2 separate regions of the Mus musculus genome follow, and region 2 is linked to region 1. The links are chromatin contacts, called in public ChIA-PET maps. All regions are on one chromosome and are shown on one strand. The core of a region is the stretch at or near the end of the contact, and the rest is flanking DNA. Distances in the headings are between cores, read along the strand shown.

Evidence for each region. ChIA-PET counts read pairs in DNA pulled down with a chosen protein or histone mark.
Region 2: a contact with region 1 is called in an RNA polymerase II ChIA-PET map of effector CD8 T cells, with 9 read pairs. The contact joins the enhancer-like site here to the promoter of Aqr in region 1. A contact is called at or near these places in 1 of 484 Hi-C or Micro-C datasets (CD8 T cells) and 3 of 115 datasets of contacts at active chromatin or transcription factors (effector CD8 T cells, epiblast stem cells and large pre-B cells).

The regions. Positions count from the first base shown.
Region 1 is chr2:114,172,595-114,178,420 of GRCm38.p6, reverse strand. Aqr (aquarius) reads left to right here and starts at 3,082. Exons shown (of 35, transcript NM_009702.3): 1 at 3,082-3,329; 2 at 5,674-5,730. The coding sequence starts at 3,255.
Region 2 is chr2:113,901,606-113,904,894 of GRCm38.p6, reverse strand. No RefSeq gene overlaps it. Among named protein-coding and RNA genes, the nearest start is that of Gm30985, 8.6 kb to the right of the region's middle. Within about 2 kb of position 1,639, at least 46 of the 459 cell types and tissues checked have an H3K27ac peak or open chromatin away from gene starts, as enhancers often do. A contact at or near this core is called in CD8 T cells and effector CD8 T cells, where this site is marked.

The DNA.
Region 1 (5,826 bases), core at 1,833-4,332:
TAGTTACTTCCTCAGTAACAGTTCCCAGATCTCCCCAGCAAGTTTCCAGCCCCCACATCCCAGTAATGGAATGCCCATGGAGAGGGACCCAACAGATTAACATAGAGATTAACATCCCTAATGTGCTTTAATCAGGCCTGCAAGCTCACTTGGATGTCTCTCTGTCTTGGAAATGAGGCAGCCCCAGGATGCTGGAAGAAAACACTCTGTGTTTACATACTGTTTGATTCTTCCATGAAGCAAGGACCTTTACAGCTCCTAGGTTCAATTCAATTCCATTGATCAACCTGTCTGTTTTTATGCCAGTGCTGTGGCATTTTTACTCTTATTGCTCTGTGGCTTGAAATCGGGGATGGTGATGCCTCCGGTGTTTGCCTCCCATGTTGGCGGTGCTGGCGCAGTTCTGCTTCCTCAATGCAGCTTGTCTGGGCAGGTGTTTCAGACAGGGATCTTTGCAGCAACTTGTTTGTCTTGAGCTAGGGGAGGTGGAGGTAGGGACAGGGACTAGAGGTGGGGCTTGGGGGATGACACAATTTCACTGAGACAATTTTTAGTGTTACAGCTCTCTTTATTTGGGGGTAGTGGGGCCTATGTAGACCCTGGGGAGTGAGTAAGGGTTTTCGGGGTGAGTGCACATTACTGGCTGGGGCTGAGGTGTTGGCGATGCTTCATTTCCATAAGAGGGAATCCTTATAGGGAGAGAGGAAGTTAAACCTGTAATTTTTCCATCAGGCTATGTGACCGACTACCTCAAGGATGGTGGAGGTGCGAGTATTAGGTCTGTGTGCCCCAAGCTTGCAAGGCCAGAACAGGGCAGAGATTTGGGGTGTATACTGCCTTTATAATGTTTAGATATGCACCTGTATCCCTGATCTCTCCAAGACTTTTAACATGAGAGGGTGTTGGGTTTTGTCAAAGGCTTTTCCAGCATCTAATGATAGCTACCTCAGATCTATTTTCTATTCAATGGAACCAGTTTCCCCTTTAAAACTCAGCCTATTTCTGTATTTTTTGATGTGTGGTTTTTTACACCTTTTAACTACTTAGAATAGATTTGTGCTCTTTCTGTTCGCCAAGTGTCTTCACTGTTTGTTTCTTCCATTACATCGGTCCTGCTGGAGCTCACCCTTGGCTCTTTCCACCCTTTGATTTTGTTACTTCCAGCAGAAATCCCCACCTCCATGTTACCTACTCCAACCTCTCTGATACACCACTCAAAAGGTATCATCCCAAAATAATCCCCAACCGCTGTTTCCACACTGTCTTTACAAGGTCTTCCCTGAAGATTTAAGGACTCGGGAACTCAAGTCTCATTCCTAATTCCTAATGTCCTTCCACCATGACCTGCATTCAAGGCCTGATGGGTAGTTATGGTGAAGTATAAAAATAACGATTTCAGCATCTTAAGAGTCATCATCAAAGTCATTTGAAAGCCTGCCCTACTGTTTTATAGATGCCATAGTTGGCAATAACATGTCAGTGGTAGTTATATATTCAGAATGCTTTACATTTAAAATTGTAATCGAGCAAATTTTTATCTATATGTCTACAAACCATAAAAGATGGAGGGACGAAAGCTACAACATGTATATACTTGATGGCCAGACCTACAGCTATTTTCTTTCACAGTCCTCATTTTGGGCAGATGGGTATATATCACAAATTAAGAGAGAGAGAATGGTGTACCAGTCTACTGCCTATATTCCTCTAGAGAGGACTTACTAGAGATAACTGTTCAACCTATGTATGAGTTTGTAAATGGGATGGGTGTGCTAACCCAAGAATTATAAAATAAGTGACCAAATAAGAACCAGGCTAAAGTTTTAAACAGTTATTTCCCTAGTGAGGATAAAAGCATAAAACTCACAAGAAGTTGTGAGTTCAGCATCATGGACCATTGGAGGAACATGAATTACACCTATACTGTGATGTACCACATACGTAGTATGCCTAAAACAACTTTAAAAACTATCCATATTAAAAGTCGGTAAGGGAAAGAAGACAACACAAGTCTCAAATGTTAGCAAGGCACAACTGCTTTGGAAAGACAGACATTTCTTAAAATGGCAAACATACACCATTGAATGTGTTGCTTCAGAGGAAATGTATGTCTACATAATGACTTAGAATCGCCTGTAGAGGACTTTCTTGTAGTAGTCAGCAACTAGAAACAATCTAAACGCATATCAACATATTACTAAATTTATGGATTGTAGTATGTCTGAAAAGTTGGCTATTATTTAGCAATACAACTGAATCAGTGACTGATATGAACAACACAGATGCATCTCAAAATAATTTTGAGTGACCAAAAAAGAACATATTCTAAAATGTATGTAAAATAGTTTCTTTTTAAATTTTATTTTTACTTTTATTTCATGTGAATTGGTGTTTTGCGTGCATGTATGTCTGTGTGAGGGTGTCAGAGCCTCTGGACCTGGAGTTACAAACAATTGAGAGCTGCCATGTGGCTTCTGGGAATTGAACCCAGGTCATCTGGAAGAGCACCTGGTGCTCTTAACCGCTGATCAATCTCTCTTTTATTCCTCTGCAAATTTGCATAAAGTTTATATAAAATTCTGTAGTTAACAGTGACCCAGAGGATCCATGATAGTAGAAGACTGTGTGAGAAAAAGGGGTGATAGGTTGAAGGCAGAAGGACACATAGTAACTTTTAATGGCTTTGGGTAATCTCATTGCCATGATTCTGGTGATACAATAATAGATAGACAACTATTTCAAAGTGTATTAAGTTTTACACTTGGTTTATGTTTATTGTATGGCAATCAGTACTTCCAGGCAGTTTTTGAAGTCACACGGTGCCTCAAATTCTAAGAGTATGGGTTTTGCTTTTTACTATATTTTTCTTTAGCGTTCAAATAAAGTCGACATCCTATTCTTTCAACTCCCACCTTTATTAATCACATTCAACACATCTTTCAGCCCCCTCTCTCCCTATGACCCAATCCTACACGCTGTATGTTATCTTTCTTCCTTCCACTAGGGGGCAATAAAGAGACAGGTAAAGGCAGCCTACTTTCTAGCTCAAGCTTAACTCTTGCCTTGACTTCCGGGCCCACTAGTTCTGCTTCCGGGGAACGCCGGGACTTCTCAGGTTCCGGGAGGAACCGTGGGAGCCCAGCGTGTCTGTGCCGGGCGCTCTGGCACCTCGGGGCTGGGTCGCCGCCGCTGCTTGAAAGCTTTCGAGAGTCGCCGCTACGAGCCTCTGGTCAGCTTCAGTGGCGATCGCTGCGATGGCGGCTCCTGCGCAGCCCAAGAAAATCGTGGCCCCCACGGTGTCCCAGATCAACGCGGAGTTCGTCACTCAGGTGAGCCCCGGCGTGCCCGCTTGTGTAAGGAGGGATGCCGAGGACCTAAAGCCCGGGATTGGGATTGATTTTGATATCTTGTGTACGTGCAAGTTGCTAGTTAAACATTGGAAAAGCTGCAGTGAAAGAGGCCGCTCCTCGTTAGACCACAAAGCGTGCTTCTGAATTGTATTACTCTGACAAGACTCTGTCTACAAGTAGATCGCTCTATGGCAGTTAATTGTCATTATAACCTTTCATTTAGGAGACAACAGAGCCAATTCCGGGCCTGTAGCCTTTCACATCCTTGTTAATTCTTAGGAAATTATTGAGAGTGTAAGTGCGGGAAAATTTAAGCCCTCCCGCGCCTCTTCTGGCTCCGCAGATTTGTCAGGGCAGAAGCCTAGAAACTGTTTCCATTCGCTTAGCCCCAGCATGTCTACACAGTGTTTGTCTGTATTTCTGGACCTCTCTCGCCCAAAGATGCCTTCCCCACTAAGACTTGTTGATCTGTCATATTTCCTCTTGCCCTCCTGCAGCCTGTTCTTCAGATTGCTCCAGAGTGCTCACTGGTGCAAACCTGCTCACATTACTTGTCTTCCTACAGTGTCCCGTAAACAATTCTGATTGTCCCTGGGATAATGACTGGAATCTTTGAAAGTGCTGTGATCTGGCCTATGCTTTTACCCAAAGTGCCCTTCCTTTCTTCTTTCCTCCCTTCCTTTCTCTCTGTACCTGTCTGTCTGTCTCTCCCTCCTTTCCCCCCTAATTTTATGCTTTTATGGCTATAGCTGCGGTTACTTGAATATGCCATGGTAACTAAAAAGTGGATCCTGTTAACTTGGTTTTCTTTATTTTCATCCTTTTATACAATATTAGAGAGGCTATCCCGACTTCTTAACCGCATTAAAGCTAAATGCAGATAAGTACACAGTTTGAGAAAGAACACAAAAACAGTCCAGGCAAGTGCTGATACCTTAAAGTTTGAATGTAAAGAAAGAGCTAGAATGACAGGAACACATGAACCGAGAGGGAAAGTGCGGAGGAGAGATGGTGCCTGTCTTTCATTCCCAGCATGTGAGATGTGAAGACAGTGGGGAATGGAGTTCAAGGCTAGCCTTGTCTGTTTTGAGGCCAGCATAGGGTTCACAAGAAAGTTTTCACATTGTAGAAGGTCTCTTATAAAGTCTGCTGATTGTAAGATATTGAGCTGTAAATGAAAAGAACACACAGGTACCATCTTCTCTGTTTCACTTCAATGAGGATGAATAATCAGTGAAATGTTTATAATACAGAAATAGAAGAATATATTGAAACTGTTTACAACCTGAAAGATGGAAGCGTTAGTTGTCCGTTAGTGTTGCAGAAGCTTCTTGGAAGAAGAACACTTCAGACGTGGTTTCATTTGTCCGTTCATCTTTCTGTCTGTGTGTCTGTCTAGTGATACACCAAGCATTGAAGTCTACCAGACAGTGCAGTTACCTATTAAAAAATGTGCTCCCTAGAGTTTCTGGTTTTTTAAAAAGAGATTTTGTTTTGTTTTTAAAAATCAGTAAGAACTATTTTGTTTTTCAATTTTAATTTTTAATTATGTGTTTGGGGTGGGGTGGTATGTGCTGGTGAGTGCAGTTATCTGTGGAGGACAGAAGAGGCTGTCAGTTCCCTAGAACTGCAGTTGGAGAGAGTTGTAAGTCACTCAGGATAGTACTGAGAATACAATCAGGCCCTCTGGAAGACCAAGTACACTTAACTGCTGAGCCACTTCTTCACCCCCAGTCTATGTTTCTTAACAGTTGTATAGTCCACTTCAAATTCTGGAGAGATTATATATATATGTATTTAAATTTCTAAGCAAAGCTTGACCTGCTAAAATATACAACACCAACTTCTAATAATCAGCCTTTCTACTCCATTTCTTAATGATTTTTGTCTACTTATGTCTGGGTATAGTAGTCATTTAAAGGCTTATTTCTTTACATATCAACATTAATGAATATTTTGAAACTGTTTTTAAATATTTAGTCAACTGATGACTAACTAACCATGGGCAGCTCACTAAATCTCTTGAGCTCTGGATTTCCTTATGACTGGACCAAAAAATGTTTTACTCTGATTATAGACAAGCCAGGGGCTTGGGATGCTTGGGTGTTTTGAGCATCATGGTGGCCAGTTACCACACTAAGCATCACTGGTATTTATTGGATTGTGGCCAAGGACGATAACTAAGTGGTACGCCTGTATGGTACCTTTAAAATTGTCCAGTTAGTTCTCCAGTCCTAGCTCTGTGCTAAGAAGCAGCTTTGCATGTCTAGATGGTGCACTGTTGTGAGCCTGGAACTTAAACTTATGCTGTTCACTTTTGCAGCTAGCATGTAAATACTGGGCTCCTCATATCAAGAAGAAATCACCGTTTGATATAAAAGTAAGTAGCTTTGTTTTACAATATATTTGCAAACAGCTGCGCTCTTGGTATTGTTTTAAAGATTAATTCAACAAAAGCTTTCAGTACATTTTTTTT
Region 2 (3,289 bases), core at 390-2,889, 270 kb after region 1:
TGCCAGCTGAACTCCCTTCCTTCCTGGCATCCCCAGGTTGGCCTGCTGCTTTCTCTTTTCAAGTAGAAAAAGAGGAGAAATAGGATAAATAATAAAGGTTTCAAATATGAAAACAACACTAGGAAAATAACAAATACAGTAGGAAATAAACTTTCCTACTGGTACCATTTCACAACGCAGAATCCCTGCATCTTAAGTCTGCTCTTGTCTTTTCAACTCATGGTCTCAACAAGTATTTACAACATCCTCAGCCTCACGGATGTCCTCTTGGATGCTGGTTGCATCATAGCTTTTCTCCTATCACAGTTACCACTCTTTGTTGCAGAGCTCAGAGCAGTGTGGTAGAAAAGAAGTCTCTCCTCTTGCACAACATTCTGCAAGCAGGAATACACAGAAACGTGCATTCATGTTTTTACATAATTCCAGTTTAAGAGGTGGGCACAGCTTTAAGGGGGCACCCACAGCACTCTTTCCCTGGGACCCAGGAATAAAATGACTAGGAGAAAGTCAGGAAACCTTGATCAGTTCTAAGCTACACAGTATTAGAATGTCACACACACCCCTAAATGCAGAAGCTAGTTTCTCAACACTGCCAATATTCAACTTACTAAAAAACTTTTTTAGTTTATCTCATCAGTTTGGTTATCAAAACATGTTTTTATCTCATCACATTTACTAGAAATTACTAATTAGTGCCAAATATGAAAAATTTATGATAAAAGCTAACAGGGTGGTACACTCCTGGCAAGGGAGCCTGAGGCAGGAGAGTCACAACTCAAAGCTAGCCTGGGGTTTGTGGTAAAGCTCCTTCCTCCCCCACAATCCTGGTGGTGATGCAAATTATTTTTATCATAGCAATGCAATTTGCAATTGGTGGAATGCAAGGAAGCACTTTGTGTGGCTCTTGACCAACTTTGCATCTTTGTTAACTTTGTTAAGCAAGTTCAGTTTAATTTGGCTTTCAAGATGCACCTGCATATTTCTCTGTTGCATTCTTCTTTGTGGTAACTGTAGAATCTTACCTGTTTATTAATGAGCTAAATAAAATCTTTGAAAAATGCTCATTTTATATTCGAGTCATGAGTTACCTTGAAAGTATCCTTTAATATAGGATGCTTTCCTTAAATCCTGACCTGGGTTATCTGGCTCTCCATTGTGGTATGGAAGAACACATAAGAAAGCACAGCACACCTTGCTTCTTCCAGAGATGATGCTGTGAAAGAAGACCACATCTAAATACCTACACAGGGTAGGAAAGGCAGAGCATGAAGACAGGCTATTATAGCCAAGCTCATAGGAGAAATGTAGGAATAGCTAGGTAGGTAAAGAGTGAGAGAGAGAGAGAGAGAGAGAGAGAGAGAGAGAGAGAGAGAGAGAGAGAGAGAGAGAAATATTCACAAATCCATAAATATCCCTCAGGCCTGCTGTGTGCTACACTCTCCTCAGCTCCAGAGATCAGATCTGTAAACTGGTAGCCACATTAGATTGAGTCTTTAGGGTAGACCCTGATCTCATGTGGCCAATGTGGTAAGAAGATGTGTTGACACAGACACAGAGGGAAGGCTCTGTGACAGAAGTACAAAGAGGATCAGCAGCAGGCTGTGAAGTCCTTACAGGAAGTCAAGCCTGTTGACCTCTTGACCTTGGATATCTAGCTTCCAGAACTGTGAGAAAATAGATTCCCACTGAGCTGCCTAGTCTGTGGTCCTTTGTTGTGGCAGCCATCACAAAGGAACATGGGAGAAAGGTCCTGAGGGTTGTGGTAAACAAAAGCCAGTACTGTCTTGATGTGCCCTCTTGCTTTTCTCCAAAACTCTAGGGTTTTCTCAATAAAGCGACTTGGTGCCTAGTGAAATCCTGTCTCCTACTGTTTGTACTGCAACTCCTGTATGTTCTCTGAGCTAACACAGGCATCTTATTTCTGCCTTTATTAAATATGTGTCCTAGGTTGGGAATATCTTTCAACCACTACTCATTTCTCTACCACTAACCTTGAGCTCCCTCAGAAATTGGGACTGTGGTTGTTTTTTATTGTGTACGTCTAGCACTGAGAAGACAATGTTGCCGGGTCTGGCACCTCATAAGTATGTGGAGCAAAGGGCTTAATGGATATGTAAAAAAATGGGGAAAAGCTACTTTAGGCCTAAAGATAACTCAAAGAATGTCTTACTCTTCCTGGAGATTTGGAAACAACCAACTGGAATTAGAATTATCCCTGTAAGCCAACACATCCAGGGTTAGCCAGGTTACTCAGGAGCCATTGCACACACTGGTAGCCTTGGCTGCAGGAATCTGCCTTGGTCTCTAGCCAAGTGTTGAGGGGAGGAGCTTAGATGTGCTCTGGGAAACATGTAAGGACTTCTGACCCTGAGTGCCATCCTGAGAGATGACAAAGCTTTGCTCATTCAGAGACATCTGTTGCTAGAGGACTTTCCTTTTTTTTTTTTTTTTTTTTTTTTTCTCATGAGCTGATATCTTCCCTGTAAGCTCTTTGATTGCCTAATGAACAATTACTTTAAAGGGCATAGCAAACACTTTTTGTGAAGGACTGTGCTATGATTTAAAAGGGCCCCTCAAAATATGTATTGGGAAATCAAGAAAATGGCCCAGGCATTAAGAGCATTTGCTTCTCTTGTAGGTTCAGTTCTGCGCACATACCTCAGACAGCTCACGGCCACTTATATTTCCATCTCCACAGGATCTGATGCCTTCTTCTGGACTCCATTGGTACCACATGCATGTGACACCCATACAGAAAAGCTGGGACACAAGTATATATAAATTTTAAAATACATCTTAAAATAACATTTAAAATAAATTTTTAAAAATGTTGTCCCCATTGTAGGAACGCTAGGAAGTGGATCCCAAAGTAAGATGTGTAGGTCACAGAGGATCCATGTGTATGAATGGAGCCATGCTTATTAATAAATGACTTTAGGGGGGACTGGCAAGATGGGCAAAGGCATTTGTTATTAAGCCTGACAGCCTGAGTTTCAGTCCCTGGGACTACATAGCAGAAGGTGAGAACTGATTCCCACAGTCATCTTTAACCTTTACACTTGCAACATAGCAAAAGTGCCCAACCAAATAAATATGAAATAAAACCCATTCAGTATCAGTATGTGAGCTGAATCAGACTCTCTCTCTCTCTCTCTCTCTCTCTCTCTCTCTCTCTCTCTCTCTGTAATAAAAAAATGCTGAAAACCATCTGCAAAAAACTTATTAAATTTCCTGGGTAAAGCAAGATGGCTAATATGGAACTCCGGCCACCCACGCATGATGCCACTTG